Linked DNA regions of Mus musculus: regions 1, 2 and 3 are each linked to region 4. Evidence: chromatin contacts called from public ChIA-PET and HiChIP or PLAC-seq data. All regions are on one chromosome and are shown on one strand. The core of a region is the stretch at or near the end of the contact, and the rest is flanking DNA. Distances in the headings are between cores, read along the strand shown. Region 1 overlaps Hmg20a (high mobility group 20A). Region 2 overlaps Hmg20a (high mobility group 20A). Region 3 holds the start of Pstpip1 (proline-serine-threonine phosphatase-interacting protein 1). Region 4 overlaps Peak1 (pseudopodium-enriched atypical kinase 1).

Region 1 (5,381 bases), core at 1,312-3,811, 180 kb before region 4:
CTGAACACAGGAGGCTATGCTGCTGAGTCTGCCAGCTGGCTTCTTGATTCCCTGAGCTACCAGCTCTTTTATTCGTGTAAATTTGGCACTTAAACTTGAGCATCAGGAGTCTTACCATTTTGTGCTGTGATTTCCCATGCATCTTTGTTATCTATAGAAGGCACCATGCCAAGAGTGACCTAGCTCCCTCAAGGACCTTGGTTCTTTTCCTTCCATTGTAACTGAAACCTACAGGAATCCCGTTTCTATATCTAACTTTATGGAGACGTCTCAGGCACTGCTACCCTCTGCGGTGCTTCTTTTTTTTTTTTTTTTTTTTTTTTAAAAGATTTATTTATTTATTTATTACATGTAAGTACACTGTAGCTGTCTTCAGACCCTCCAGAAGAGGGAGTCAGATCTCATTACGGATGGTTGTGAGCCACCATGTGGTTGCTGGGATTTGAACTTCGGACCTTTGGAAGAGCAGTCGGGTGCTCTTACCCACTGAGCCATCTCACCAGCCCCTGCGGTGCTTCTTCTGATGAACACTTGTGAGTGTGTGCAGGTGTTGCCTGTGTCTGTGGAGAATAGAGGACAAGCCTGGGTGTGGATGGATCATTAGGTGCTGTCTACTTTTTTTTTTTAATGTATTTTATTTTGGGGGCTGGAATGATGGCTCACTCAGCGGTTAAGTGCACTTGCTGCTCTTCCAGAGGAACCAAGTTTGGTTCCCAGCACTTGTGTTATGTGGCTTACAACATTCTGTAACTCTAGCTGTAGGGGATCCTATATGGTCTCCACAGGCACCTACACTCATGTACATAGACACAAATATACACACAGAAGTAAATTACTTGTTTTTGTTTATGTATATGAGTGTTTTCCTGCACGTATGTATGTGCACCATGTGCCTACATTGCCCATGGTGGCCAGAAGAGGAGTCCGATCCCCTTGAAGCTAGAGTAACAAATGATTGTGAGCTGCCATGTGGGTACCAGGAAGCAATTCCTGGTCCTCTGCAAGAGCAGCCAGTGCTCTTAATCCTTGAACTACTTCTCCAGCACCCCACTCTATGTGTGTGTTGATGTGTATTTGCGTGGAGTGTATATGCATATTCATTTGTATGAGAACTTGTGTCTCTGAGTATGGTGCGGTGCAGACATGTGGAGATCAGAGGACAGCCTTGGGTGTCAGTCCTCACCTCCACCTCATTTGAGTTATGGTACCTTGCTGATCTCTACTGCATTAACCAAATTAGTTGGTCTACTGAGCTTCCAAGATAACAGTTTCTGTCTTCCAGCCTGCTGAAGGCACAATGGGATGACTGGTGAACGCTCGCCCCCTCACCTAAGCTTCATGCAGTTCTGGGGATCCATTTTCCAGTCTTTCTTCCTGGTGACTTTTAGAGACTGAATCATCTCCCAAGTGCACTCTCTCTTTCCCACTGCTTTTTCAGACAGCGTCACTTACAAGGGTTTCTTACAGGTCTGGCACTCACCAAGAAAAGTAAGTTAGGCTGGCTATCCACTGAGCTCCAGGAATCCCATCTTTGCCTCCTCGGAGCTAGGATTATACCACTGTGCCCCTCTCCTCACCTCCTTTTGTGATGGTGTGGATTCTGGGAATCAAGCTCAGGTCCTTATTCTTGCAAGGCAAGTACTATAACCTCTGAGCCATCTCCCCAGTCCAATGACCGAATGACCGCTTGAGTTTTGCTCTAACTTCTCAACAGCATTTGATGCTGTAAATGATTCTTCAAATTCATTTCCTACTACTTGTATACCTGGATATATACTTATATACGTTCTTGTTCCCTGTTATCTTTATGCATTATTTCAGCCTTTGCTGATCTCTCTGTATGCTTTCCTAGTGACTTTTCCCCATTCTACTGTAAAACAGCAACTTGTATTGCTGATGTCTTTAAAATTCTGAGCCTGTACCTGCAATGGATTGTAGTCTTTTGATGTTTTACAGAAACAACAATGAACACACAAAAAATGGGATCCATATTCTTTCTGTTAAAATCTGTTCCATTGCCCTTGTCCTCTAGAGAGGACTTTCTTTTTTTCAGGGTAAAAAGCCCAAGTGCCCTTTTCAAAGCTGCCTCGCCTTTCCGTCATAACCAGTCCCTCACCACCCCATCCCCCACCAACCCCCATGATTGACCTTCTTTTCTAGGTTCTCATTATTGTCACATGTAAAGCCTTTTCTTGTCCTGGTTACTCTAACAGCCTCCTATCAGTCTGACCTGTCCCTAGTCTGTTTCCAGAGTATTCAGTGACCATATTAAAATGCAAATGTAATTGTGAATGCCACCCCTTGTTTCGAATCATTCTAGTATTAGTCTATCCACTGTCTTCATGTGATCTAAAAAAATAAAAACTTTTTTTTTTCAAGATACTGGTTATTGAACTGAGGGCCTCCTGTGTGCTATGCCTGATTTACATTCATTCCCAACCCTTTTGCTTTTTTTTTGCCTCTGTTTTTGAGAAAGGGTCTCACCAAGTGCCCAGGCTGGCCTGCACTCACTAGCAGCCAGCCCCGGTTGGCCCTGAACTTGCTATCCTTCCATCTCTGCTTCCTCAGCAGCTCTGATTATGCTCTAGCTTCCTGTGTGAAATGTTTACTTTTCTTTTGAAATGTCTCTGTCTAAAAGCATAAATGAGCCGGGCGTGGTGGCGCACGCCTTTAATCCCAGCACTTGGGAGGCAGAGCCAGGCGGATTTCTGAGTTCGAGGCCAGCCTGGTCTACAAAGTGAGTTCCAGGACAGCCAGGGCTATACAGAGAAACCCTGTCTTGAAAAACCAAAAAAAAAAAGCATAAATGTTATGCTTTTTAAAAATCTTTAAGGGGTTGTGGATTTAGCTCAGTGTTAGAGCAAGCATGAGGCCCTGGCTGCAGGAGGTGGTGGTGATGGAGGTAGGGGGAGTGGGAACAAAATAAAAAATGTTTAAACCATGAATGTTTTAAAAGGTATTATTTTATCATTTGCATAATCAATCAAATTTGGTTCCATAATAACCTGGTCCTATAAACTTTTAAATAATTTTTAAAAGGAAAACTAAAGAAAAGGGAATCTTGGCATGCTGAAAGAAAATATAATATAAAAGGTTTAAAGCAACATATTAACAACAACTAAATCTTCTCTGGCTGCAGCCACATCTTTGGTATCCTGTATCTGTTCTTGAGTGAAAGGTCTCACAAATGCATCCTTTGGGGAAGTAAGATTTGGCTGGCTTACTAGTGAATATAGTAAAAAATGGTCATCCTACCAAAAGTAAACTAGATTCAATGAAATCTCCATCAAAATTCTAACACAATTCTTTACAGACCTTGAAAGGACAAGTCTCAACTTCATATGGGAACACAAAAACCCAGCATAGCTAAAACAATTTTGAATAATAAAAGAACTGCTGGAGGTATCATTATCCCTGATTTTAACTTGTAAATACAGAGCTATAGTAATAAAAACATGGTATTGGCACAAAGCCAGATACATTTATCAATGGACTCCAATTGAAGACCCAAACATAAATCCATACACCCACAGACACAATTTTTGATAGACCAAAAACATACTAGAAAGAAAGCATCTTCAACAAATGATGCTAGTCAAATTGAAAGTCTGCATGTAGAAGAATGCAATAATTCCATATTTATCACCTTGCAAAAAACTCCAAATTGATCAAAGACCTCAACATAAAACCAGATAAGCTAAACCTGATAGAAGAGAAAGTTGGGGACAGCCTTGAATTCTCTGACATAGGGAAGACTTTCTGAATAAAACACTGTTAGCATAGGCACTAAGATCAATAATTAATAAATAGGACCCCATGAAGCTGAAAAGCATCTGTAAGGCAAAGGATGCTGTCATAAGGACAAAGTAGAGGCATTCAGAATGGGAAAAGATTTTCACCAGCTACACATCACATGGAGGTCTAATATTCAAAATACATATGGAACACAAGAAACGAGGTATCAAGAAAACAAACAACCCAATTAGAAAATGGGTTACAGATTTCAACAGAATTTTCCAAAGAGGAAACTCAAATGACTGAGTAACACTTAAAGATATGTTTGACATCCTTAGCCATCAGGGAAATGCAAATCAAAACTACTTTGAGATTCCTTCTTACACCTGTCAGAATGACTAAGATCAACAAAACAAGTTGACAGCTCGTGCTGGCATGGATGTGGAGTAAGAGGAACACTCACATATTGCTGGTGGGAGTGCAAACTTGTATAGCCACTATGGAAATTAGTGTGGTGGTCCCTCAGGAAGATGTCAATCTACCTCAAGATCCACCAATAGCACTCTTGGGCATATATAGTCAAAGATGCTTCATCCTACCACAGAGATACCTTCTCAACCATGTTCACTGCTGCTCTATGTAGCTGTCTTTGGCTATCTTGTGGGTTCTTTTTTCTTCCACCCTTTCAACCTCCTAACACTAGATATGAGAGAAAAAAAGGATAGGAAAGGAAAGAGAACCCTGAATAAAGTCAGGGGTTAGAAAGTTGGCAATGTTATAGTTAGACTACTCCTTGCTGATTAGGGGAATCAAATACCTTGGGGCAAGCTCAATCTTTGCTGTCAGGATGCCAAATTTCTTCTTTTTCTTGATTCTTCTCTGCACATGACTACTTAACAAACTGTGACCAACAACAATCAACAATAACAACCCACATGCCTCTTGAGGTCCTAGCATTTATATAACTTCTAAAAGGTCCCCAGAAGTCCAAATGTCCCACAACTGCAGAAACCATCTGCAGTTGGCAAAACCATGCCTCTGCCAGAGCATGAGGGAAGTCATAGTTACCTGCTGTGAAGCAGCCCCATACCTGTGAAACCTGGGATTAAAACAAAAGCACATTCCTATTTCTGTGCTGAATTCTCACTAGAGCTCTACTCAAAATATACAGATCCTGGAAATGACCTAGATGTTCCTCAAGAGAAGAATGGTTAAAGAAATTGTGGCACATTTACACAATGGGGTATTACTCAGCTGTTAATAAAATGACATCAGGAAATTTGTAGGCAAGTGGATGGAACTAGAAAAAAAAAATCATCCTAGGGGCTGGAGAGATGGCTCAGAGGTTAAGTACACTGATTGCTCTTCCAGAGGTCCTGAGTTCAATTCCCAGCAACCACATGGTGGCTCACAACATCTGTAATGGGATCTGATGCCCTCTTCTTGTGTGTCTGAAGACAGTGACAGTGTCAACATATATAAAATAAATAAGTAAACCTTTGAAAAAAACCCACAACATCCCGAGTGAGGTATCCCAGAAAGACAAATATGGTATGTATTCACTTACATGTGGATATTAGCTGTTAAGTCAATAATAAGTAATTTACAATCCACAGAATGTAGGTACAGTATAAGGGATTTGGGGA
Region 2 (5,346 bases), core at 2,807-5,306, 210 kb before region 4:
GAGGGCAGAAACAGGACCAGATGCAGAGAACAATGTGTATAGAAGGGAGATTTTCCTGTGAAAAGAACAGGAACACAGACACGAGGCAGAGACGAGCATGGCCGGGGAGACGGTGAGCACTCCATGTGTTAAGGGGTTGAAGTGGGAAGCTGGGACTTATTAAGGAAGAGCCTGACTGCTGAGTGGGAATCTGATTTGGAGCAAAAGTGAATCCCTGACGATTTACAGCTCAGAATGACCATAGATTATTATTATTTTTTGTAACCATATATTTAACAGACTATGTCCATGTCTGAAGCATATAAAAGCACCACAGTCAAACATATAAGCTTATGTATATATATATTAGATACATACAGAAACGCAGACTTAAATTCTACTGATGGGGTTGAAGCAAACCAGAGGGAAGAGGCTGATAAACAAGCACATGTGACAGGAAGAGGAAAGGAGGACCAGAGACTGAGCTGCCACTGGCTGTGAACGTCCAACTAGCTGAGGATGGAGTTCCTAAAAACACCTTTCTGAGAGTGGGATGACAGCTACGGCCAATTTGCAGTCACTACATGGCTTTCATTTCTGTATCTTACTCAGAATTCCATCCATTTCTGGCATTTAAAACTAATAGAATTCTTAGACTACAGGAGCAGATTGGGGTTAGGGACTGTAGTTCAAAGGCAGATTCATGACATAAGTGTCTACCATATGTTAAGAACCCTCGAGCCAAAGCAACTCATTCAGGCTGAATTATGAGGTAAAAACTCTGTACTATTCATGAACAGCATTTCAAACAGCATCAACACACACACACACACACACACACACACACACACACACACACACACACGTTAACGTGTACACAAAAGGCTAATTACCTCATGATCATGAGTGGCCTGTCGGGCTGCATCTAAAAATATAAGAATAAAGACAACATTAAATTTGAAAAGAAAACAGTCATAAGACCCAAGTATATGACTTTGCCAACCTCAAAACTTGTAGAGTTTCATGACTTACGATATTTTCATTCATAACATTAACGTCAGTCAACTAAAGTTAAATGGAACTCACACCTAGAGAACACACAATTGGACATAAGAAAACAGCAAACACTTTTACCTTTGAGAGAAGAGTGTGGGACAGTAGGTAGGAAACACACGCCAAGGTCGTGTGCAAGTGTGGAGAAGATGCTGTGGCTAAGGAGGGACAGAGCAGTGTGGGTGCTGGCCTTTGGCAGTGTTTGCTGGAATGGGGTCTGGAGTGAGATGCACCATTTCAACAGGAAAGAAAAAGATTCCATGAAGACATGGATGCTCTCCCCTATTCACTATTGTTCCCTCAATGCCTACAAGAGTCTACTACCTAACAGAGAAGCTCAACAGATCGCTTTTTGAATTCACACAAATAATTTATTGAATGAAGAGGCTCATGGAGGCTTAGAGGTACTAGGGCCTCTGAGTTACATGGTTTAGTAGAAAGACTTGTTTAAAGGTAGAGAAACGCCTAATTTGGAAACTAGACAGAAAAAGGCAGGTAGCTAATAATAGTTTTGGTACATGAGCCAGACTGTTAATCTTAGATATGGAAAACCAAGCAAAATGTCTAAATGTGAATACAGGATACTAGAGAGATGGCAGAAACGCATCTATCATACTTGCTACTTTAACCCTATAAGTGAATACAGGATAACAGAGAGATGGCAGAAACACATCTTTCATGTATGCTACTTTAACAGCTGGCTTTACAACATTCCATCACACATGACAAACTACACTTAGTTCTGATACCTTGCCTATGAGATTTGCCTTTCTGACGGTCCTGTGTTTTCCTACTGAAGACCTTGTAGGCCTCGGTCTTCTGATACTGCTCCAGTTCCTTCATGTAACGCTCCTTATCTCTGTCTGCTTCATCAAGGTAGCGCTAGGAAGGAAATGTGGGATTATTTAAAAATATTAACAAAAACCCCCAATAAACCTGAGATGTTGGGTGAAATATCAATTATCTTTTTAAAGAAAACAGTGCAATTAAAACATTAAAAAAATTATGTCAGTATATTGTAGGAAAGAAGCTGAAAGTAGTATAGGTATAGAATAAAATCTTTCAATTATAAAATAAACAAGGGCTGGTGGGGTGGCTCAGTAGGTAAGGGGCTTGCTACCAATTATGGCAAGTTCAGGTTGATCCCTGGGAGCCATATGGTTGAAGTCAGTTATTGGTGCTGAAAGCTGTCCTGACCTCTGCACACATACGTACACACATAAATAAACAAAACACATCCTTTAGAGAATAAATGAACGAATGACTGACTGACTAAACTGTGTGTTGCCTTTCCCAGTTTAATGAAGGTAAGTTCTACTGAGAGCACCACCATAAAACATTCATGAAGCTTACAGTCCGCCATCTCCTGAGCCCTGCAGATAGAATTTCACACGGCCACTAGAGTTCTTTAGAGGTCTGAACCCCACAGAGGCTCACGTTCCCAGGGGAAGGTAAGGAGTATTAGTTTGTTTCTCTACCTTCGACTCATTTTGAGTGAATGATCTCATATATCCTCTGGCCTTTTAAAAAGCCAGACGAGTGGAACACTAAAGCTGGAGAACATGAAGAGTGACCTCATCCTATGGCCCAGAATTGTTTTGCCTTGCCCATTTCATTCATCAAATTAGGTATAAGAAAGTATGAAAGGTGCTGCCTGCAAATGAGCAAACCAGATTCAGGTTATGTTAGAAATCTTGTCCCCCACCCAGCAGATGTAAGAGATACCCAAGTCTGGGATGATTTGAGCAACAAATAACTAACTATAGTATTAATTTAGAAACTACTGGAATAAAAGAAATTTATACCATAAATAAACTTTATGATATGAATTATTTATGATCATGCCAAAAATAAACAGAATGCAAGCAAGTATTCAAGGGGAGGAGGAGTAGAGCCCCCGTCGATTAGAAAGCTGAGGGCCGCCTTGAAGCCCAGCACTCGGAAGGCAGAGGCAGGCAGATCTGATTGGAGGCCAGCCTGGCGTGCAAAGCAAGTTCCAGGACAGTGAGGGTAACACAGAGCAAAAACAAACCAAAAAAACCCCCCAAACTCAACAAACAGACAGAAAGAAAGAACAGAAAATAAGGCTGAGGGTCAACTGGTAACTAACTGTGTGGGAGTGTTAAGAGTTCAAAAATTTAGCACTGTGTAAACATAATAATAAAGATTAGGTAAGGTGAAACTTATCTGTGGATATTAAGCCTGAGGAAATTTTTTTCTTTTCTTCTTTTTCTTTTCTTTTTTCCCCCCAAAAGCTAGAATTAGAGGCATGTACTACCATGCCTGGCTCTGGTTTCTCTTTAGATCATATAAATCTCTCCTTTTTCCCCCCGAGACAAGGTCTCACTATATATCCTTTGCTATCCTGGAACTCACTGTGTAGATGGCCTTGAACCTGGTAAGAGAGCCACTGCCTGAGTGTGGGGAGATCACACAATGTTTTTTTTTTTTCTTTGATATAAAATAAGTTACACATGTCTTTAAAATATCTCTCCATAGACTGCTTATGAATTATAAGGAAAACTTTATCAGGTCAATAAAATTACAAATAAGTAATAAAAGGCCATGGTATGCCTGCATATGTGATACTCTGGGTAGTATATATCATCTATTCTGATAAAGAATGTCCACCATCAATCTAATCACGAGGGAATGTCAGACAAACAGGAAATGAAGAATGTTTCCTTAAAAAACAAAGCAAAAGATGTGGGGGTGGGGCAGAGGAAGGGTCAGGCTTGGGGAGGGAGAGGGTTCACTCTCTAAGAATATCAAGGTATAACTTATAAAGACAAAGCTATACCAGGGATCGGCCTGAGGAGAACTACAGGCATCTGACTACACATGTCTAACTACACACAACTGACTACACACATGTCTGACTAAAGCACAGCCGGGTACTATGTTAAAGCCATAGGAAGGGATGCTGTGGAAGGGATGCTGTACAGGAAGGCATTACCTCAGTGTCTGCAGGCAAGAGCACACACAGCACTATGTTAACATGAAAGAGGGAACTTGATGACTTTATCAGTTATGTAACAGAGGATCCCTATTCTTAGGAAATACAAAAGTCTTCTGGGGGTAAAGGGCCAGCATATATGTAAGTCGCCTTTAAATGATTCAGAGAAAAAAAATGGTGGAAGTGCTAGCAACAGAGAAGCTGTTTAAAAGGTTTCTTTATGTTCTTTGTACTGTTTCTATGTTTGTAACTTTTTGTGCATTTGAAATGATTTCAAAATAAAAAGCTGATCAAACACATATAAAACCCAGTCCTTATCAGCCGACAGTGGCTGTATCATTAGAGAACCACTGTTACTTTTGCTATTATCAGAAAAAATAAACCATGCGTGTGCATTAACTTTGCAATAAAGATAAAAAAGGAAATAATAACCTGGTATGTCCAGATGATGATCCCCCAGTTATAAACTGCTTGCTACCAGCTTGCTACCACAAACATGAAGCTTCAGATTGAAAATTAATCTCATCTCTTCGAAAAAATTTGAATTCAATTAATTCCCAAGACAGTATTTTTCAATTTGGTTTCAGTCTTTCTGGAATCCATTTTAAAGAATGCAAGTCATAAAGAGCTTAAGACATAAAAGAAATATAGATCTTTGAGATGCCGGGAAGCAGGGCCTTTAATGCAGAGCCTGGCAGTCCAGGCCCTGGCCTCCCTCTGCCTCAGTGGCCTTTTACCCAGGGCATGGCGAGCTTGTGCTTAATTCCCCTCCAATCTCTCTAACAAAAGCTTTCTTCACTGTGACAACAGAGTTAGTTTCTGTCTGAGAGGAGAGAGATCAGATGGTTCTTGCTTTATTCCCTATAGTGGTAAAATTTGCTAGAACTCTACTTAAAACAATCAGTAAAGCAATAAAATCTTTTTCTTAAATAACATTCTTATGTGAATTGAAGAATTTTGGCAAATGATTTTTTTCCCCTCATTTTTATTCATGACTTTCATTTAGCTCAATGGAATACATTACTTTGATAGATTTCTTAATTTCTTAATATTGAACCACTTTTCAAAACACTCTTCTGTGAACTCAGTATACAATCAAATGAAAACGTAGCTGCTTTGGTGGGGGGTGGTTTCTAGAATCCTTTCGGCTCATAACCCCTTAGGACAACAAATCTTGGGACAGTTTCTCCTCACTGTGCTAGACACAAGAACCACAAAGATTCTGCTATTCTGGTATTCTTTTCCTTCCCCATTGAGTTTCTGGTGGTTCAGCTGTTCCTGGCCTCCCAGAAACATAATTCCTATTTCTACCTCCCTCTTTATATGCCTCTCTCCACCAGAGCCTGTCTTTCTCTCCT
Region 3 (6,001 bases), core at 544-3,043, 170 kb after region 4:
CATCCTTTTGCCTGGTCCCTGCCACTGGGCTGCTGCTTTTCTTGGCTTTGATCTGGGGAAGTTGAGGCCAGACATTTGGGATTGGGATTGAGACACTAGGGATAAAATGGACCAGGGTTTCTGGCCTTCCTGGGTTGCAGGTTTCTAAGTCAGAGCAGCGATTGGATTCACCTTGAGCAATGAGCACCCCGGTGAATGAGATGGCCAAAGCAGCTGCTTTCATCTGCAGCTCTGGACTGGTCCTACACTCTTCTCTGTAAACACAGGAAAACTGAGGCCCAGACAGGTACAAGGTGCCCTCTCCAGGCAAGGCCCTCTGTCCTCTGTGAAGTCAGTTTCAAGGGAGGAAGGCCACTCATACTTTAGCACAGACCCCAAGCAAAGCTGGCAGAGAGGAAGGAAGGTGGCTTACTAACCCTCATCCTCCTGGCTTTGACCTTAGGAGTGGGCCCTGGGTGAGTAAAAGGTCCTGAGAGTCCCCTGTGGTGTTGGAGAGTTATCCTCAGGAGAAAGACATCCCCAGCTTTAACCAAAAGGTCTCAGCCTTGTGTCTCCAAGGGACAGTCAGGGGTGGAGGAGACTAGGGGAAGCTGAGGGAAAAGTGGAAAAGCAGGAGAGCTGGGCAAGCGCTGTGGCCTCTACTGCCCTCCTGGCTAGGTTTCCTCATCTCACCGGCAAAAAGATTTGTTTTACACCTGCCCTGAATTTGAAACAGCAGGCAGGAAGTTGCCTAGCCCAGCTGCCTTGTTCATGAACCTGAGGTATGCAGAGATCAGAGACTGGGTGAAAGAGTTTTAACTCTGGCAAGGCACCAGGGCTTTACTGCATTGGATCACCTTCAGTTGTCAAATATCTGTACTTATCTCCATTATACAGATGTAGAAACTGAGGCCCAGAGAGAAACAGCAACCGACCCAGCCCTTACAAAGCTGAGACCCGAACCAAACTAAAGTTGGTCTGGTGTCTGGGCTGCTGACTTCTCCCTTGTACACTCCTCCCTATGTATCCTCCTCAAATCCTCCATTAGGCTGTCCTGGTGAGCTCTGCCGCTGGGGCAGCATGCCCCTGAGGAGAAACAGCCTGAGGCCATCCCTCTGGCTGTGGGGGTGATGTCTGTGAGAGAAATTCATTATCTTAGCCAGGGCCCCTCTTTTGCCTTTCATGTCAGTAGAGACTGTGGCCCAGGCCACCTCCATGATAATTAAGACCAAAGTCAAGGCACAATTTTTATGGGGAAACTGTACCCCTATGTCAGTCTCCAAGGTGATTCCTGCCTGGCTGGACCTGTTCGGCAAGCTCACCGCCCCCAGTCGACTCCACTCACCCAGAAGGCATCTCGGAACTGCAGCTGGGCCATCATCCTCCAAGGGCGTCTGTTGTGTCAAATGCTAGCACTCCTGCTTCAAGCAGGGCTGAACATGGGCCAGGAGCCAGGAGCACGTCCCAGTCCCAGCGCGGCTAGCCCAGGCCCTCCCTCCCACTCCCAGCCGGCGCCGTCTGAAACGCTCAGAAGGCAGCCACAAGCCAGAGGCAACTGCCGGAGGAGGAAAAAGGCTCAACCTGTTTTGTTTGGGGCTAGAATCAGCAGCGAAATGAGGAAGGAGCCCTGCCCAGTGATGGAAGGGTGGGCCACGATTTCCAGCCTAGGCTCTCGCCAGCCCCACTGATGGAGGAGGACGCAGGCTGAGGCCCAGGGCAGGCAGCCCAGGTGGCAGGCAGAGGCTGGGAGAGAGGAAGGATGTGCACAGGCCAGGCAGGCAGGCAGGCAGCCTGAGGCCGGCACAGGAAGGTTTGTGCAACCTCCCCCAGGGCAGGCGCAGGGCTCTAACCCACAGGAAGTTGAGCTGCTGAGTTTCTCCTGCACAGCCCCAGCCCCGCCTGCCACCTGCCACCCTGCTGCCTGCTCAAGTCCTGGCCCAGTTTAGCTTTAGAACTAACAAGTTAGGAATCTCATGACTGTTACTCTCGCCGGCCCCAAGAGGTTAGGTTCTTAGGGTCTCACCCCGGAAAAGGACGTCCACCATTCATTCCAACTTTAGCAGTTCATGCCCTAGACTAGGTCCTACCCTCAAGTTGCTCACAGCACGGGGCGGACTCAATTGCGGTCCTGGTCCCGGGGCTATGAGAGTGGAGACTTGTTTTGAGAAGGTAACTAGCTAAGGGACCTCAGTGTGATGAGGCACGGGTCCTTGACCCCGTGCAAATCTTCACCCATTCCATCTTCAGTTCATAACTGTGATAGAGGGAGACAGGAGTCTGGAGACTCAGGCTCAGCTTTTGTTTAGTTTGGATTCTGCCCTTCACTAGTGGACGGACCTTGATTGACCTAACTCAGAGCCTCAGCCTCCCCATCTGTCACTTCCAGTCTCTGGGAAAGTGTTTCGTATCAAGAATGCCTCTGGAATTTCTCTTTGTAGGGCAAGCAGGTCCTGGGGAACCCTTTCCAGACAGGGTTTGCCCACTCAGCAGAAGAGGCCTCTGGAGTCCTGAGCCCGGGGTGGGCTGGTGAAAAGAATGAGTCAGAGACTGTCCACAAATCACCACCCTTACCGAGGCTTACCTTAGGACCAACTGGGTTGATCAGACAGCTGAGTTCCCAAGTGTGGGTTACACGTGCCAGGGCTTAAAGAGAGGCACACCCAGGCTTCCCTAAACACCCCCAAGAAGAAGCACAGCAGGCCTGCTGCTGGAAGCCCTTCTCTCTAGAATCCCGGGGCTTGAGCTAATGAGCATCTTTTAAAAAGAGATTCATTTCTAATTTTTATTTGCGTGATATGTGTGTGTGCTAGGTATGTACAGATGCCTGTAGAGGCTAGAGGAGGGCATCCAATCCTTTGGAGCTGCCTAATGTAGGTGCTAGGAATCGAACTCTGATCCTTTAGAAGAACACCAGTCACTCATAACCACGTGGTGTAAGTTACCTTAACCCTACAGGCCCTCTGCTGAAGCTACTTTTATTGTTACAGATTGGCCAACTCAACATCTCCATCTGTAAAATGGGATGAAACCTTGAAATCAGAAAGCAGACCAGAGTCCTTTGTTACCAGGAGCCTTGTTTTAACTGACAGGAAAAGCCCAAGCTGGGGTCCCTGCTGACCTCTCCAGGAATCTCTTCCCTTCAGTCTGCTGGGTGAGTCCAGCCCCCACCCCACCCCCAGAGTCTACACCTCCAGATGCAGCCACATCAAAAGAAGAAAGGGAAAACCCAAGTTGTCTTCTCCAAAGTCCTGTTCGTCAGCCTCTTGGGAGATCTTCCCTGGTATCTCATTGGCTAAGAATAGATGGTACTTCAGCATCATCACCATCACAGCAGACCCTTGGGGCTGTCATAGATGCTGGAGAAAGTTACAGTGACCATGAGACCCCCCCCTCCTCAGCTTAGAGCCACAAAGAATGCTGGTGACAGGTCTGCCAGGAGAGGAGGCAGATCTGGTTTCTACCCTAATGGAATTACAGGCAAGTTCCAGAAAGATCTCTCCTTATTGAGTGGAACCAGAAGACAGTGTTGTGATGAGAAGGAGGTAAATGAAGAGGGGGTGGGGAGAGAGTTGCAAGGACGGTTAGAGGCCTGGATGGTGCTACCAGGAAGGCCGAGGGAAGCTGTGGAGTGTAGAGGAGACAGAGAGAAGATAGGACTGGATGGAGACGTTCAAGAAGCCTCAGAAGATGGAACTGTGTGTTAGCGAGCTTCCCTCCCTCCCCAGCCATTGCCCACACCAAACCCAGTCCTCGGGGAGGGGAATCTGTGCCTGAAAAAAAATCACAGCTCTTTAATCACTGTTTCTGCTGCCTCAGAACATAATTTGCCTTGATGTCTAGGCAGCTGTGCCCCAGGCCACACTATGAGGGAGAACCTCACCCAGGCCAGGACAGAGTGTTTGACATAGTATTTGAATATATATGTTTGAAGAATTCAAGAGGTCATAGGCTTAAGGACTGAAAATAAATTGCAAAATCAGTTGTTACAGCCTTGGTTGCCACAGCTAGCCACCTGGTGGGACTTGGGTTTTAAAGTCAGTTTGTCTGTGCCTTTAAACCAGGTAAGCAACAGAAACATTGCCAATGGTAGGCATTTGGGGTTTATTCTACCTATGGGGTTTTTACTTACTATTTACAGTTGCATGAATATTTGTGGAACAAGTGCCAAAATCTATTAAGTTCTGAGTTTTTCTGCCAGGTACCAGATTGGCCTGTGTTCTGCTGGGGACAGGGGAGTTGAGCCAGGCATCTCCATTTATCATGATCAGACTCCTCAGCCTGTGATAGACAGGCAATCCCCAAGGGTGTTGCAAACAAGCTAGGATGTACTAGGTACATGGGACAGAAGTATGTCTGCCGAATATGTCATTTGTTATCCGTCTGAGCCAGGGACAGCCGCCATGCCTCACCCTAAGATGCTATTAGGCATGGTCCTAACCTTGACTTCTTTAGAAACCTGCAGCTGGATTCCTGCTGCAGGCAGAGGGGACCTAGGAAGGAGTAGGGAGGGAGGGGCAGAGGAGTAGCCCAAGGGAAGCAGTGAGAGGCTACCACATGAAGTATGTGTCACTGTCATACGAGATTGCTCTTGAATCACACAAAGATTAGCAAGATGGTTCAGCTGATAAAGATGTGTGACACTAAACCAGATAACTTGAGTTTAATCCCCAGGATCCAATGGTAGAATGAGAGAACCTTCTATCATAAAACACCCTCTGACTTCCACAGTTGTTCTATGGCATGTGATTGCACTCTCATATAACACACACCCCTATATATGATTAATTAACTATCATTTAAAACATGTATACGAAGATATATTCAAGACAGGATTTCTCTCTATATTAACGCTGGCTTTTCTGGAACTTGATCTGTAGACCAGATTGGTCTTGAACTCATAGAGATCCACCTGCCTCTAACTCCCAAATGTGGGATTAAAAGTATGCATTACCATGCCCAACAATAATAGCATGTTATTTGGAATTTCAAGACAGCAACTTTGGAGCATCAGAGCCTGGACAGGCTCAGCTCTGAGCATCAGGGCTCCGTGCAGCTGTGTCTGTACATCAGCGAAGCTATCTGTGCTCACTGCCAGCTGCTCTCCATGTAGCAGAGCGATGCCTTCAGATGCTGATCTAGCCACCTTCTGGCTACTACTTTTCTGAGTGATGGATGTTGTTCTCAGGCTGCTGGCCATTGTCATTACACATCCTGCAGATCCTGCACGGCCTAACCCAGCCGACTCTTCAATACTTGCCACCCACTGGACTTTGATTTTGTCATGTTGCCTCACTCTCTTGTATTTCAGGTCCTTTTTTTCCCAACCTCTCTCCTCTGCTTGGGAAGTTCTTCTTGCCCCTCCCTAGCCTCAACCTTGGCCCAGATACCTACTTCTCTTCAATTGTCATCTCCTCAGGAAAGCCAAGAGATGGACTGGATAGACAGAACGCAGGCAGGACTGACGTTGACTTATATGAGTGTGGAGGAACTCAGGGGCTTGAGGAGGGGACACTGTCATGGAGGCTGCCCTCACTGGTGAAGCTGATGCCAGGCTAGAGGGGAAGTCTGAGGCAAGAGCTTGGAACCTTGGGGGTTGGGGGAACTAGCAAGAAGGAGGCTCTGAAAACTCCTGCCCTAATTTAATTTGGTAATGGCACTCATTTTATCCCTTTTAGTGTTTATGCTGCCTTGATAATGCAACTCTTGGAGGGAGGGAAGGGAGCCTCTGTCCTGGTAGAGCATCCTTCAAATGCCAGTAGGCTGTAGCCAGCAGGATACTCCTGATAGGCTGTTTGATCCTCGGATCGGTATGCTGCCTATGGCTGACCCAGGTGGTCCACTGTTCCCAGGGGTGATGCCTATGGTATCCTAGTTAGCCCAAGGCCCATGTTCTATGTTCTGGGTACCCTCTGGCCTGCTCCAGCATGAAAGCAAGAACCATTCCAGTATACCTGGTGAAATAAATGGAGTCTTCCTGTCTGGGGACACAAACAATAGAAATGATGCTTATTGTGAGACAGCA
Region 4 (5,738 bases), core at 203-2,702:
GGAGAGCTAATGGCCTTCAGGAGTCAAAGTATTGGGGGAGGACCTTAGCAGTCTATTCCCATACTCCTTTATGATGGTCGGGCTTTCCTTTGGTTACCTTTAAGGAGTACTGTGTGAGGAGTTTAATAGACCCCCTACCCAGTCCCTCTTTAAGGACAGGAACTGCATCCCTCTTAGCAAGCGCAGATGCTGACAGTTTAGTCCAAGATTGAAATCCAGGGAGAATTGGTTGTTTTGTGTCAAATCTACTTGAAACAGTTGGGCAAGAAGCACACTAATTATAGCCATTGTTGAGCAGCAGAGAGCAAAGAGCAGCAGTAGGTTCTCAGAAGGCCTTCATGACTCAAGATGAAATCAGCTACTCTAGAATAGCTCTATCTATAGCTCGAGGGGTTTCATCCTGGAAGTTATGAAATAGAATTTTAGATCATGGGGTAAATCCTGGCTAGCTTCTGGAGGCAGCTTCAGCCATTAAAATTTCCCATCAACCATTTCATCTGTAGGATTTGCTTTAGGGTTCTAAGAATGTGGTTTGGTTTGAGCCTGCGCTGGTCTCATGTGCTGGTCTCTGTAAGTTCAAATGTGTATCAGTCCTGCTGTGTCTGGACACTGTTTCCTTTGAGTCATCCCAGCGATGACAGGAAGTGGACGCAAGTCTCACCCCTAACTAAGATGCTATTTGCAGTTGATACTGGCTAGGAAAGGGAAATCAGTTTTCTCCAGCAGAGTGTTTTGGGATGTATCAACCACACTCCAAGGAAGTCAGTGTAAAACAGGCTCCATGGGACTTGGAGTTTTTAAGGGGGTGCTATTTAGAGTTTGTTTTGTCTTATTAGTTTTTTGTGTTTTATTTGATTTTCATTTTTGTTTTGTTTTTGGAAAGGGGGAGTGGGAGAAAATATCAGGTTGGGTAGGTAGGGGTCTGGGGTGAATTTGGGGAAAGGGAAAACATGATCAAAATTATGAAAAATTTTAAATAAAAGATTATAAAGAATATATAAGCAAATGAGCTTTAAAAAAAAAAACCAAGCATTACATTTTGATACTCCTTATCAGACCTGCTCTGGCAAATTCGTAGAGCGTGTCAGAGCAGGTCGCTGTGTCTGTATGCACATGCTGCAGGAGACACTTTTATTTCTTAATGTCTCAACTTAAGTTCGGTGACTCAAGTTTCCTGTTTGGACAGTGCTGTCAACGAGAGGGCACGAGAAGGGAAAGCTGTAGGTATTATCAATTGCCCTTAAGTGATTCTGCAAAGGCAGGAAAGCCAGAAGACCCGGCCTCGGATAGACCTGCATTGGGTATAGCTTCCTTCTCTAAGGGCCTGCATTAAGTTAAAATAGTTTTGACAGCATCTTTAACTGAACATCTTTGTCTCCAAACATAATTAGTGTTTAAAGCGGAAGGCATCAAAGTCCAGGTTTTGTGGCTTAGACAGCAGCTCCATCTGGTGCTTACTGGAGGTGTGTGCTCCTTTCATCTCCGGGTTCCAAGCAGCATAGATACAGATGTGCACAGGCCTTTCAAAGGAACGGCCACACTAAAACTGGCTTCTAGCGATGACGTGAGTTAACTGGTCTTGATGAACCTCATTTGGCAGTTTTGTTAATGTGGTTGTTGCTGATCAATTCAAAAGCCATCATTTGGTTTAACTAACATACTCAGATGGAAATAATTTTTCATATTTATTAATCTTGGAGAAAAATAAAGCACATACTACTTACAAAGAAAACCTGTAGTACCTTACGAGGAATAGGTCAGCTTGGTTAACAAGCTATTAGGCAGGATGTCTTCCTCTTTTCTGTTCAGTGTCATATGATGCTTAGTATACAGGATGTGGTTTTTAAAAAAGAAAACTTGCTGACTCGAAGGAAATGCCTCAAGTTGCTAGTAGAAATTAATTCTGAATAATAGGTTTACACAATTTTTCTGCATTCATTGTATTCCATGTTTGCATTGGGGTTTTTTATTTCTTCAAGAAGACTATACTACAAAAAAGGGGCAAGGCTAACAAAAGTAAATTAGCAATTTTAAACATATGCTAGGCCCAGCAAATGGCTAAGCAGGTAAATTTGCTTATGCTAAGCCTAACAACTTGATACAGTCACTGGAACCTGCATGGGTGAGAAGAAAAACTGACTTCTGCAGGTTATCCTCTGACCTCCGCAGACATAAACACATACATCAAATAAATACATTTTGTAGACGAAACATACATAGTATAGCCCTAGTCTCAGTTCTGGTCTCACATTTACTGTAAATGTAGGAGAATTACTTTCTTTTCTGGTCTTCAGAACCCCTGGTTCATCAAACAACAGAAACAAAATGAGAGCTTCGTCAGTTTTAACATTCTCAGATTTGAATTGTGCTCTCTTTCCCTGCCTTTTCTGCCTCTCTTATTCTTCTCTGTCTTCCCCCCACTATCACCATACAACATTATCTACTTTCTCCTATATTAAAATCAAGAAGTCCTTTTTGAATCTAACTCTTCCTACCCAAATCTTTTCCAAAGAGTCATCTGCCAGTGTCCTGCCACTTTGCTGTCCAGCCCACCAGTCTGAATTCCATCCTCACTGCTACACCAGAACACAGAGAGGCCAGCCTACGCTTGTTCTGCCAAGTGTACTGGGACACATAGGCCCTCATTTCCCAGTACCCCTGAGCAGCATAGGAAATAGCTGTCTGCTCTTCTGGCGTCCGCCTCATCGTTACCTTGAATGTAGCTTTTATTTGCCCTTTTTTCTGAGAGAAAGGGGTAGTTATGTCTTCTCCCTGGTTCACCCCCAGCATGTTCTCTACCATCCCCATGCTCTTCCTAGCCTAGAAAATACCCCCAAGCACTTGAGAGGCACACAGTTCTCTCCTGTGTTCTAGATTGGTGAAAATCAACAGCCTACTCTGTTGTATGTGGGCTCACAGAGCATGCTCTGATCATCTTCCCTGCAGAAGTTATGCCATCTCCAGTATTCCTATCTTGGTAAATATCCTTGCACATTGTTGGAATAAACTCCACCTCAGCACCTCTTAACTCTCTCCAAAGTCCAGTCATTCTTTGAGATAAGTTTCCCTGCCTTGCCTGATACGATGCCACACCCTAGGGCAGATTCTCATTAGATCTTAGCATGCCTGTAGCAGCCCTTGAAACATTTTCTTGCCTTTTATTCTTCCTTCCAAGGTCTATTTTCTGTCCAGCCCAAACTGTCTTTTGTAGCTCAGGTTTATTGAAGTTTAATTTGCATATAATAAAATTCATCCTTTTTAGTGTTCAATTTATGAGTTTTGACAAATATGTGCAGTTGTGTATGATTGGCTCCAGTTTTTGTCTGTAAATCTCTGTATACTGGTTTTGGTATAAGTAGACATTTTTATTGTTTCTAGTAAATATCGAAGAATGAGATTGTTAGGTATCAAAGCAAATTTATGTTTAACTTTATAAGAAGCTGCCAGACTGTTTTCCAAATTAACTGAACCATCCAAGTCCTCACAAGTGTGCCACATGCTCAACTTCACAAACATACACTCACTGATTGTCCCAGGAAGTTCACACCGTGGGTCTCACTTGCTTTTCTATATGACAAGCAGCATTTAGTGTCAGATAGCTATAAGATATATATGCATATATGTGTGTGTATATGTGTGTATGTGTGTATACATACACACACACACACATACACACGCACTGTATATGAACACAGTATGTGGCAGTATATCTACTAAAATCCATCATTTGTTTTGCATTCACACTCCCAAAGCCCATCTGTTTTGAAAGTGTTTTTACTTTAGGTAAAAAATCCCCTTTTTCATGTGTGTGTGTGTGTCCATGCGTATACTGAAGCCAGAGCATTGTGTGTGCTAGGCAACCATACTATCACAAGTTATATCCCCAGCTCAACATGTTTTATTTTGATGGGTCCCAAGTAATCAGTTGGACTTTTTTCATATTTTAGGCATTAAATCCCCACACTTTTGTCTGTCCTAAGGTTAGGAGTACTGTAGCTCTATTCTGAGTCTTGAACCCAGGAAGCTTGGCCCTGCCAACACAAGTCATTGTCATTCTACGTAGAAGCATAGGGCTGTGATGGCACTCTAGAAGGTCTGCAGTGCTGAGAGGTGAGTGGCACAAAACTTTAAAGTACAGTGCATTTAATCATCCCAGTACTGGTAGGAACATAGACAGATGCCAGGAGCTTGCTGACCAACCAGCCTAGCCAAATTGGTGAGCTCAGGACCCCATCTCAAAATACAAGGCAGAGAAGAGCTGAGAAAGACATCCAGTGTCATCCTCTGGCCTCCACATGCATATGTGCACACACTCAACACAAATGCTTACATACACATACACACAGGAAGGGAGGGAGGCCCCTGTCTTTGGAAACAGAAGGGACCTTCTGTAATCCAAGAAGAGATGAGTACCCAATTGGAGAGTACAGCAAGAGTTGATTGTCAAGAAGATGGTGAGGTGCTAAGAGGCATAGATCTAGTCTTACAGCTTCTAATACCGTGTTTAAAATTCAGATTTGTTATTCTCCCCTAGCATTTGACTTAGGTAAGACCTGGAGTGTCCCCCGTGTGGTTTTTATTCACCTGGCAGCATTCACCAGTGTGCACACTGGCATTAGGAAGTGCTGCATTAGGTAAGGCTGCCCAAGAATACCTGGTTCCATGCTAATTAGTAAGAAGGCGATGGAGTCACATCTGCCAATGTAGAGCAGTGGCTCAGCTGAGATTAACATGCAAGTGTAACAAGTCGGGGGCTGGACCTAAAGAAACTGCATTTCTAACAAGTTCCAGGTGAGGCTAGTGTGTTTCTCTGAGAACCACACCTGAAGTAGCAGCAATAACAAACAAGATGATGGCATAGAATGGGACAAGACTCAGCCTCACTTATCCCAGTCATCTGGACAAGAGATGGCAAGCATCTGAACTGCTAGCAGTGCCTGGCGATGGCAAGAATAGGGTCCAGTGAGATGTAAGAAGACAAAATTGGAAAAACTGACTTAGAGAAACGAGGGATTGATTTTTAGCGCACTGGATCCAAAGAGTCTGCTAAGCAGCTAATATGTTAAGGGTGAATGGAAGAATGCATAGGAACTGAGATATGTCAAGCAGAGATTGACTGACACTCACAGATCAGTATCAAAGGCAAACCCGGGGGTGGAGAGTGGAGCTCAGTGTATCTGAGGCACCGGGTTCCCTCCCAGCACTCCCACCCCTTACTCCATACCACACACTTGTGCTCGACCAGCTCACACATGTGCACTCGAGCACACACATACACATACAGGCCTTCCCAGGATAGGAGATCACACAGTTATTTCCATAGACACATCAAGCTGGAAATTACATAGATACCAATATGAGTAAGTTTCCAAGATGCCGGTTAACTATAGAAAAGTTGTTCCCCTCCCCCCATTGTTTTTTTTTTTTCTCAATCCTTTGAAGAAAAAAATTTAGACGTTAAAGCTAGTTCTTTTCCGTATCATTCGTAGTGGTAAATCTCATATACCTTTCGCATTCAGGGTTTTTTTCTTTTTCCTCCCCACAGATTGATCGTACTTAGAGGAGCTGCTATGACAACATAAGGAGGTGAAAACTCACAGATGCAAATGCAAGTCTTGCTATGCACTGAAGGAAAAGCATTGTCTGCGAAGTTCTATTTTTAAAAATGTCTGCTTGTAACACCTTTACTGAACACGTTTGGAAACCTGGCGAATGCAAGAATTGCTTTAAACCTAAAA

Evidence for each region. ChIA-PET counts read pairs in DNA pulled down with a chosen protein or histone mark. HiChIP or PLAC-seq counts read pairs in DNA pulled down with a chosen protein or histone mark.
Region 1: a contact with region 4 is called in an RNA polymerase II ChIA-PET map of memory CD8 T cells, with 110 read pairs. The contact joins two enhancer-like sites. A contact is called at or near these places in 1 of 484 Hi-C or Micro-C datasets (Sertoli cells), 6 of 115 datasets of contacts at active chromatin or transcription factors (CD8 T cells, the HPC-7 cell line, bone marrow-derived macrophages and 3 more) and 2 of 9 other capture datasets (adipose tissue and pancreatic islet).
Region 2: a contact with region 4 is called in an H3K4me3 HiChIP or PLAC-seq map of bone marrow-derived macrophages, with 5 times the contacts expected there. The contact joins two enhancer-like sites. A contact is called at or near these places in 10 of 484 Hi-C or Micro-C datasets (the HPC-7 cell line, bone marrow-derived macrophages, brain and 7 more) and 7 of 115 datasets of contacts at active chromatin or transcription factors (the HPC-7 cell line, bone marrow-derived macrophages, embryonic basal ganglia and 3 more).
Region 3: an RNA polymerase II ChIA-PET map of memory CD8 T cells shows a contact between it and region 4, with 376 read pairs. The contact joins the promoter of Pstpip1 here to the enhancer-like site in region 4. A contact is called at or near these places in 2 of 484 Hi-C or Micro-C datasets (bone marrow-derived macrophages and macrophages) and 3 of 115 datasets of contacts at active chromatin or transcription factors (effector CD8 T cells, memory CD8 T cells and pancreatic cancer cells).

Annotation. Positions count from the first base shown.
Region 1 is chr9:56,446,426-56,451,806 of GRCm38.p6, reverse strand. The region is part of intron 1 of Hmg20a (high mobility group 20A); the gene reads right to left. Among named protein-coding and RNA genes, the nearest start is that of Hmg20a, 30 kb to the right of the region's middle. Within about 2 kb of position 2,561, at least 6 of the 459 cell types and tissues checked have an H3K27ac peak or open chromatin away from gene starts, as enhancers often do. A contact at or near this core is called in memory CD8 T cells, where this site is marked.
Region 2 is chr9:56,478,166-56,483,511 of GRCm38.p6, reverse strand. Hmg20a (high mobility group 20A) reads right to left here. Exons shown (of 10, transcript NM_025812.3): 5 at 1,782-1,914; 6 at 873-904. Among named protein-coding and RNA genes, the nearest start is that of Hmg20a, 62 kb to the right of the region's middle. Within about 2 kb of position 4,056, at least 11 of the 459 cell types and tissues checked have an H3K27ac peak or open chromatin away from gene starts, as enhancers often do. A contact at or near this core is called in bone marrow-derived macrophages, where this site is marked.
Region 3 is chr9:56,085,768-56,091,768 of GRCm38.p6, reverse strand. Pstpip1 (proline-serine-threonine phosphatase-interacting protein 1) reads right to left here and starts at 1,793. Exons shown (of 15, transcript NM_011193.3): 1 at 1,325-1,793. The coding sequence starts at 1,360.
Region 4 is chr9:56,260,570-56,266,307 of GRCm38.p6, reverse strand. Peak1 (pseudopodium-enriched atypical kinase 1) reads left to right here. Exons shown (of 7, transcript NM_172924.3): 4 at 5,546-5,738. The coding sequence starts at 5,666. All of the region lies in intron 4 of Peak1os (a long non-coding RNA gene), which reads right to left. Among named protein-coding and RNA genes, the nearest start is that of Peak1os, 22 kb to the right of the region's middle. Within about 2 kb of position 1,452, at least 153 of the 459 cell types and tissues checked have an H3K27ac peak or open chromatin away from gene starts, as enhancers often do. A contact at or near this core is called in bone marrow-derived macrophages, effector CD8 T cells, macrophages and 2 more, where this site is marked.